Regions from separate parts of the Ovis aries genome. Here all the other regions are linked to region 3. A link is a contact called in public Hi-C data. All regions are on one chromosome and are shown on one strand. The core of a region is the stretch at or near the end of the contact, and the rest is flanking DNA. Distances in the headings are between cores, read along the strand shown. Region 1 overlaps LPP (LIM domain containing preferred translocation partner in lipoma). Region 2 has its middle 100 kb from the start of LPP. Region 3 has its middle 180 kb from the start of TRNAS-GGA.

Region 1 (2,848 bases), core at 168-2,667, 710 kb before region 3:
ATGTGTATGCTATGGGGGACTGGCTTCTGGGGATGCAGGGTGGGTCAGGGGATGGGTAGGTTGGTGTGTTGACAACTGATAATCAGCTGGAGGCTGGCTGTAAACTGATCAATGATGCAGGGAAGGGCAGAGGGTTCTGTTTGCTGCTGCTGGGGAAGGCTTCACTGGAGGGTGTGGTGTTGAAAGTCTTGAAATATGGATATGACTTCAATAAACAAGGAAGCTAGATGTACGTCTTCAAGACAAAGGGAACAGCAGAGGCCTGGGAAGACCTAGAAAAACGGGGAGCGGCAAGCTGTGGAGGTGAGGCATTTGTGCCAAGTCATAGAAGTGCTATACCCCACCTCCCCACCCCTCAGCTCCATGGTATGTTTGGGGCTTTTATTATTATTTTTTCCTCATTGTAAGCAGTAGAGAGTGGTTATGAGTTTTAGAAAAAGCTGTGATAGGATTGCTCTGGTGCATGTGTGTGTTTTGTTTTGCTTCTACTTTTTAATTTTCCGAGTCTTTTTAGGAACTGTGAGGCAACCTTCACTCTGGGAAGTGTGCACTGGCTGTCTTTCTGTGTCTTTTCTTTCCTCTTCCTGCTTGGCCTGGGGCCTTGTCCGGCTTGTGATGATGAAGTGTGGCAAGGCCAGCTCCTGGGAGCCGACCTGAGGTCTCTGAGCAGACCCTGGGCACTCTTCAAGGTTCCCCACCCATTTTCCTCCTCCTTTTCTCTTCTTTCTCTCCTCCCTCCCCTTCCCTCTCCCCACCCCCAGCAGCAGCAGCAGCAGCAGCAGCAGCCCTCCCCTCCCTAAAATAAATAAACCAGTCGCTCCAAAAGGTTCCAAGCACATTAGTCACATATCCCAGAAGTTTAATACAGAATTATTTTGACAGCGAGAACAAGAAGTGTTTTCTAGTTGAACGCACAGAACTTGCTTCTTCCAACTGGGCTTTCTGCCGCAGAGACAGATGATATGTTTTTAGATGGATCTGCCGCGCAGGAGACTGCGTCGCTTCCCTTGGAAACATGACAAACTGCTCACTCCCGAAAGTGGTTGGGGAAAAAGATGTGAAATGAGAGGGAGAGGGAGAAAGCACAGACTTATTGAGAACATAACTTTCTCCCTAATAACTTCAATCAGCCGCCGAGAGCTTTCTATGTGTTTATTTATTTATTTGGCCGCCCCTGGAGCCGGGAAGTCCTTTTTTAAACCCCGGGCTCATGGGTGTTCTAAAAGATGAGGACAGGTCGAGTTATTGCAATGCGGGTGGCTCTCCAAGCATTCCAGTTGAATAGCTCTTCCAGAAATATTTCTTGACTCACTTATTTAGCACTTTCTGTTGCCGTTACTAAGCAGATTGGAGAGTCCTCCCTGTGATTTCGCCAGACTCCTCTTGGGCTGACGTGGATCCGCTTATTCCTATCTGGCCCCTGGAAAGGCGGAGGAATGTGAAGCTGAAGTCCACTGGCGCCCAGGAGGGACTTGAGCCTGAGCGTCCAGAGCGCAGTCTGAAGAGCCAGAAAAAAGTGTGTGTGTGCTCCTTTCCCGGCTTCGCCCTTCTCCTTCAAGACTCCATCGCCAGGCTGGAAGAGCTTCCTTCCAGGGTGGCTCACCTGGGTGTGACGACCCAGAGATGAGCCTGGAGGAGAGACATTAAGGAACTTCCACACCTGGGATAAGTGTCCTTATGGCTCCCATGATCCTCCACACTTGCTTCTCAAATCTTTCTAGAGATTTCCAACCTTTTATGGGGGCTGAGCTGATCTCTCTAGTTTTAGTGTGTACCTGCAGGAGCTCTTCTAACCCCCCTCTTCTTGTTCTTCATTAGCCCCTCATCCTCAGGTCTTCATCCAAGAAACGTCTGTGTGGTCTGGAAATTAACTGGTCATATGACCTTGGAGAGTGAACTCATTGGGCCTTAGTATTTTCATAACCTTTCCTTTATAAACCCCTCATGAAACCTCATGGGAAATCCCAATACAGATTTCCCCTGCTCTCTCTTAAGCACAATGTTCCTATAAAACAGTTCATGAGCCAAAAATGGAGTAAAGCGAAAATCTTCAGCTTTCTTTAGTGAAATCTGGTACTGATGTAGGTCTTTCATAAAAGCAAAGTGGTATAAAGAAAACTATTGAAAAGCAGAAGATAGCTATATATAAAATAACAGAAACATAACTGCATGGTGATGCTGTCATTGACTGTTGTTAAATGGTTAAATAGGCTTCCATGCACTGCCATATTATCGTCCAGAACTCTATGCCCCTGTGGAACCTACTTTGAAAACCATTGTATTCAGGGCACTGCAGGACTTCTGGTAGCCCTGGTGACCGTGGTTCTGGCTTCTTCAAGTTGCCTGCCTCTCTGGAGATGTCTCAAGGTTTAGAAAGTGGCACTTGTACAGATGAGGAAGATGGGCCCAGAGGGAGACATGACCCTTGCTGGTTTCCTCACACTGGCTTTGAAATCCTGTGTGATGAAGGCCTTGTGGCTGGTTCCCCTCCAGTGATTGTTCTCATGGGGCTGCTCTGCCCCGAGGCTTCCACACCTGGGCTGGGACCTGTGCCTTACGTGGCCGGCACCTCATTATCATTCACTGAGCTGCACTGAGCAGTCATCTCAGTGAATTCTTGGTACCATTGTTAGGCTTACAGGCTGTCTCAGAAACAGTATGAGAGGAGTAACGTGGCATTCAAGCTGTTTTTAAGGAAACTCTTTTTTAAAAAAAAAGTGCTGAAGAGAAAAGTAAAGTGTTGGGAGAAAATTAAAGAATGGGCCATCTCTCTCCTCTGATTCTTATGCAGTACCTACAAATGTGTAACACTCTACTGTTTCCCAGAGAACGTTCTGACTTTTATCAT
Region 2 (2,700 bases), core at 104-2,603, 910 kb before region 3:
GCTTCTTTCTGCCTCTGCTACCCGATCACACTGCCTAATGCCCAGCCTCTCTGACTCTCAAAACCCTTCTGCAGCTCCCAGCTATCTGTCACTTGAGTCCCTTCTTCCTTCTGACACTCAGGGCCTCCAAAGTCTGGTGCTAACCCTAGTGCCAGCTGCGCACACCAGTATGCCCATCCAGGAACCTAGCCAGCCCCAAGCCTCCCCATCCTTCCTGCCCGCCCACACCAGCCTCTCCCCTGGAAACGATCTCCCTCACTCTCCAAGCTTTCAGAATGTCACTTCTTGAACTCTGAGCCTTTCTGCACCCCAAAGATCTTCTCTTCACCCCAAAGGTCTTCTCTTCACCCTGACCTTTCGTGTCCACTGCTCTGATCACCTATTCAAGAGGAATTTCCCTCTGTCAACTCTAAGAGCCTTTTTTCTGTATTTTTCTCAGGGTTCGTAACCTTCTCCTTCACATTTTGTTCCCTGGGTGCCTCTCATGACTCGGCCCTTAGTGTGGCCCACGACAGCTGGCACACAGGGTCACCTAGAGCACAGGCCCCCTGCAGGTCTGCCAAGTTAGCTTTAGGTGGAGAGCTGACTGGCTGACCTCTTTCCCAGCAGCTCCAGGGTTTCATACACCTGTGAGTCTATGAATAGGCAAAGCAAAAGGCCAGACAAGCATCTCTTCTTCTTCGGTCCCAGGTCCAGGGAGCTCCCTTTAGAGATCAGTGCTTCAAATCATCCCTCACTGCACCGCCGTGGAGCAGTGATGGATGCTGACCTCTCTCTCCTGAGGAGCCCTCTCCTTTGCTTGTGGGTGGCCATGTTTTTCCTCTGCACCCTCCCGAGTGTCCCAAGCCCACTGGGAAGGACCCTGAAGAGCCGTCCTGCTCCCAGGAGCGCACTCGTGGCTCTGCCCACCAGCTCCAGCCTTCCTCCTCCTGTGTTTCTGCGCCCACGACAGGGCCCAGCTCTGGGAGTCCTGTGGTCACTAGGAGGAGGCTGGGTGCAGGCCCTGGACATAGGGCACAGAGACATCCCTCCCCCTGCAGAGACAGGAGGGAATTTGACTTGAGCCTGTTTTCAGGGTAATTCGGCATCAAACATCATCGAGGTCTGAAATCTGGCCAAGTCTTTGTTTTGTTTTGTTTTTTTCCTTTCCTCCAATCAGCCCGGGGCACCAGGGAGGGGGAGGGCGTTCAGGGGGTGGGGGCCGCTGGCCTGCTGGGCCTGAGAGGGAATGCTGAGCATGCAGAAGTGGCCCATTGAGAGCCCCGGCTCACGGCGCTCACAGCCCAGGGGCGGGTGGCACCCCTGCTCCCCCCACAAGGGCAGCTCTGTCCTGTGGGCACAGGGCTCCGTCCCAGCCCCACTGGCTGAGAGAGAACAACATTTCCTTATAAGGCCCCGACCGCCCTGCCAAGGCTGGACGCTCCGACAGACTGTAGCTTTCCATTCTCCTCGCCCGGCTCCAGCGCAGGCCTTGAATGTCGCCCTTGTTGTCAGGCCCCTCCTCTCCTCCCCGGCCCCCACCCCACCCACTTCCATTCCCTGCCAGCGCCAGCCCCACGGAGCCCAGCCGGATAAACAGCCCAGGGCCTCTCCCACGCAGGGGCTGCTCGGCTCAGGCCTGCTGGAGGCAGCACAGGGTAGCAGAAGGAGCGGCAGGGCGCTGGCTTGGGCCGACCCTGCAGGTCCCTTCCTGGTGCCTGTGGCTTCAGGGTAGCTCTGGACTCCTGTGAGCCTGGCTCCTCATCTGGAAAATGAAGATCTCATTGCCACGGGGTCCAAATTCTTTGCATTGCATTCACAGTCCTTCCCAGCAAATCTACCTTCGTAGCTTCACCTCTGCTTGCTCCCCCGGGCCAGGTTCCCCAAACTCCTCCCCTCTCCCCTACTGGCTTTCTCTCTAGCCTGAACAGGAGCCTAGCAGGTAGAAAGACCTGGATTAAAGGCCCGGGGAACTCCACCTGCAGAGCCCCACCCTAACAATGCCACTTCCTCCCCACCCCCGGAAAAGTGAATCGTTTCTTCTCTCCTCAACATTTGCATGTACCTCTCTAAGAGGCTTCCCATTTTGCAATTGCTCTGATATGTTTACCTGCCTTTTCCTTCACCAGGGCTTGAGCTTCTTGAGGCTCAAATGGATCCTCTTTATATTCCGGAGCTCAACCACTGTACCAGGCACACTCATGTCACTTCATGGAAGGTCATTGTGTAAATATCGAAATGCACAGAGCTCACAAGCCCTCAAGAGACAACTGATGTGCAAATACTATGTGAACTATGAAGGGCTGTGCACCTGTGAAGGGTAACAACTGTACCATGCTGCTTTTCACTCCAAATTCTACTCTTTGTGATGCCATTATAACCTTACCCATCTGCCCAGTTCTAGATCCTGAATCCTGGATTCACTGAAGCCCTTGGGTGTTTGTTGTTGTTTAGTTGCTAAGTTGTGTCTTTTGCTTCTCTTTTGCAACCCCATGAACTGTAGCCCTCCATGCTCCTCTGTCCAAGGGATTTCCCAGGTAAGAATTCTGGAGTGGGTTGCTATTTCCTCCTCCAGGGGATCTTCCTGAATATGGGATCAAACCCACATCTCTTGCATTAGCAGGCAGATTCTTTACCACTGAGCCACCAGGGAAACCCATCTCACATGTTTAACATGTATCAAAGATATTATTGGTCCTTAGAATGCCAGTGCTGGGGACT
Region 3 (2,700 bases), core at 125-2,624:
CTGGTGGAGATCTTGAGCGCACATGGGAGACAGACCTAGAGTTAAGTCCAGAGTGGTCAGCAAAGGTAAGGGCTAGATTAGTCCCAGAAGTGAGTGAAGCTGGCCTTGGTTTTTGGAGTCAGGAGCAATGAGTGGCCTTGGAGACTTCTGGCACTGGGGAAAGTTGCAGCTGTTTGTGCCCAGTTTCATACTCTGGACTTGGGTAGAGGTGAGAATATGGGGGTAGTGATCCAAGGCCATAGGGAGCGAGGCCGATGGCCATGCTGGAGATGCCCAGGTCACTTTGAGCAACTCCTCTCTCTGGCTAGGTGGATCTTTGCTCCCCTGGAAGACCACAGTATGAGTACTGGACGCACCCTAGGACAAGGGGGGGAGTCCCAAGTGTGGCTCCCAAGTTGGTCACTCACCAGCAGACGACTGTGAACAAGTCAGGTCCCTCGCTGACACTCCATACGACTTGCTACTGTGCTTCTGTGGCCATGAAGCTCATGAGTGTGCTTGGCCCACTGTGGACGTACAGACAGGTGAGACACTGAGGAAGGCGAGTCTAGGATTGCCTCCTCTGCAGTTCCTCATGAGGCAGTTATGCTGATGGAAGGCACAGCAGATGGACTCACACATACCTGACAGGAAGATGGGCATGGTTTTCAGTTACCCAGTTTCCAGCTCTGGAACTGTTAAACCTACCAGTGAGGATCGGCAGCACTAGCAAGTTTTGTGTGGGAGTGGGTGGAGGTGCTGGCTAGGATGGGGGAGCAGCCCAGGGAGAAAGGAGAGGGGAGGATGGATGAATGGAGTTGAGATCCACGCCTGGAAATTAATGTCATTGAAGTGAACGCTGCTCAGGTTCCAGCCTGGTGAGGGAAAGGGAGAGGCCATTGGGAGATCGGGTTCTCTCAGCTCTGCATTGATTCATCCTATGTCCCGAGGGCACCCGAGCTTCTCTCCCAGCCTCAGTTTCTCCATCTGTAAAATAAGATGCTACTTTCCCAAAGGTTGCAAAAGTCTAAGGATTTTCTCATTCAAGGGGAGTTTTCGACGGATGAATGAAAGAGACAGGAAAAACACCACAGTCTTTGCCCCAGACCCCCGGGGCCCAGGCCTCTTAAACCAATTTTGGAACCACTGCCTGGCAGTAGTGGGATAAAGCCAGAGGTTTCGTGTACGTCGGTGAGTGTGTGTGCGTGACAAGAGGGCTGTTAAATGAATCACTTTGTATCTAGCGGGGCAGCACCTGCTCCTCAGCCTCCAAAGGCAGCGTGAGCAACACAATCATTCAAAAGCTGCCGCTTTCCATTCACGTCTATAATTAGAGAGCGGGCTGCACAGGCAGCTGGCGCTGCAGGGGGCAGGGCCTATCCCTTAGCCCCACCCCCTTCCAGTCTGTTCCCCGCCCTCCGCCCGCGGAGTCTCCCGCAGCCTTCACCCTGCACTAGCCCCGGGCTAGGGGCTTGGCTCCCAGCCGCAGGATTCCTTCACTTACTGCCTGGACACGGGGCCCCCCTCCGCACCCTCACCTTGGGGCCCCCTATCAAGAAGGGTGGCTGTATTGGGGGTGGCATCCCCCTTAACCCCACCCGGCTACTCTGGCGTCCCGCCCTCCCCGCTCCCGCCTGCTCCCCCGCCCTCCCCGCCGCCCCTCCCAGCCACCTCTCCCTCTTTGTCGCATTACATAGTAATCTGAGATGCATTGGATGAGCTCCAGGGAACAGAATGTACTTGGCAGAGACGCAGGGCTTGATGTCTGCAAAATGTCGGAAACGCAGCCAAGAGCTGCTAACTGGGTCATTAACCTCCAAAAGCAAAGCGAGGACTGTAGGCCCGCTCTGCCTCCCTTCATCTCGCCAATAAAAGTGCCTCAGTGTGAGGGGAAGAAAAAGCCCCAAGGTTGGCTGCTTTGATTTCTAGGCACCAAAGGCAGGCCCAGCCCCTCCTCCTGGCCCGGGCTCTCTGGCCGCCCCTGCGCGGCGTCCCAGTGTACAAGTGGCCTTTGAAAGGCCGGGCCACCCCGCGGGGCCAAGCTCGCGCCTCTGGAAAGATGTTACCCGGCAGCCCTTGCCTACCGCACAGCCTCTGGCGCATTTAATTGGGTCCTGGAGGAGAAATGGGAGTGGGGTGGGGAAGGATTAGTGGAACAGGTTCTAGGTCCATCCCAGATCCCAGGACTAGAGGGGAGGGTTTGCCCTTCCTCTTCTGCGATGCTCCCTCTGCCTCCTTCCCTCCTCCTACGTGGCCTTCTCTTCCTTTCTCCTCTCTGGTCTCCTTTCTGAGAGCAGGCTGTGGGGTGGCTGTCTGGGTACGTGGCTGGCTCCAGGAGACTTGAGCTCTGTCACTTACTGTGTGACCTTGGATGAGTCATCCATTTGTCTACTCCTTCATTCCCTTATATGTCAGTTGCTGGCCGCAGTAACACCTTCCTGACCCATCTAGCAAAATCATGAGGCTCAAAAGTGACTGTCACTTGCAAACTGCAAAGCTCTGCTTATTGTCACTGACTGACTTAGTGTCACTGACTTTTGACTCCTCTGAAAGCCCCAAGGTCCAAACTTGCGGATCTGTGTATACTCCTGAGAAACATAGGAATATAAAGTAGTCTTACCATGAAGCTTCAAAGGTTTGAATACTCACAAGGGGGTAGCCCCTAAAATCCACCCCTCTCAAGCTGTCTGGCCCTGTTGGATTGCCAAACAGATACTTCCC

Evidence for each region. Hi-C and Micro-C count contacts between places; a contact is called where the count stands out from the background.
Region 1: a contact with region 3 is called in a Hi-C map of tail adipose tissue, with 4 times the contacts expected there. The contact joins two enhancer-like sites. A contact is called at or near these places in 3 of 16 Hi-C or Micro-C datasets (muscle and tail adipose tissue).
Region 2: a contact with region 3 is called in a Hi-C map of hypothalamus, with 4 times the contacts expected there. The contact joins two enhancer-like sites. A contact is called at or near these places in 3 of 16 Hi-C or Micro-C datasets (hypothalamus, skin fibroblasts and tail adipose tissue).

Annotation. Positions count from the first base shown.
Region 1 is chr1:199,883,705-199,886,552 of ARS-UI_Ramb_v3.0, reverse strand. All of the region lies in intron 2 of LPP (LIM domain containing preferred translocation partner in lipoma), which reads left to right. Among named protein-coding and RNA genes, the nearest start is that of LPP, 110 kb to the left of the region's middle. Within about 2 kb of position 1,417, at least 23 of the 54 cell types and tissues checked have an H3K27ac peak or open chromatin away from gene starts, as enhancers often do. A contact at or near this core is called in muscle and tail adipose tissue, where this site is marked.
Region 2 is chr1:200,088,799-200,091,498 of ARS-UI_Ramb_v3.0, reverse strand. No RefSeq gene overlaps it. Among named protein-coding and RNA genes, the nearest start is that of LPP, 100 kb to the right of the region's middle. Within about 2 kb of position 1,353, at least 39 of the 54 cell types and tissues checked have an H3K27ac peak or open chromatin away from gene starts, as enhancers often do. A contact at or near this core is called in hypothalamus, where this site is marked.
Region 3 is chr1:199,178,410-199,181,109 of ARS-UI_Ramb_v3.0, reverse strand. No RefSeq gene overlaps it. Among named protein-coding and RNA genes, the nearest start is that of TRNAS-GGA, 180 kb to the left of the region's middle. Within about 2 kb of position 1,374, at least 48 of the 54 cell types and tissues checked have an H3K27ac peak or open chromatin away from gene starts, as enhancers often do. A contact at or near this core is called in hypothalamus, muscle and tail adipose tissue, where this site is marked.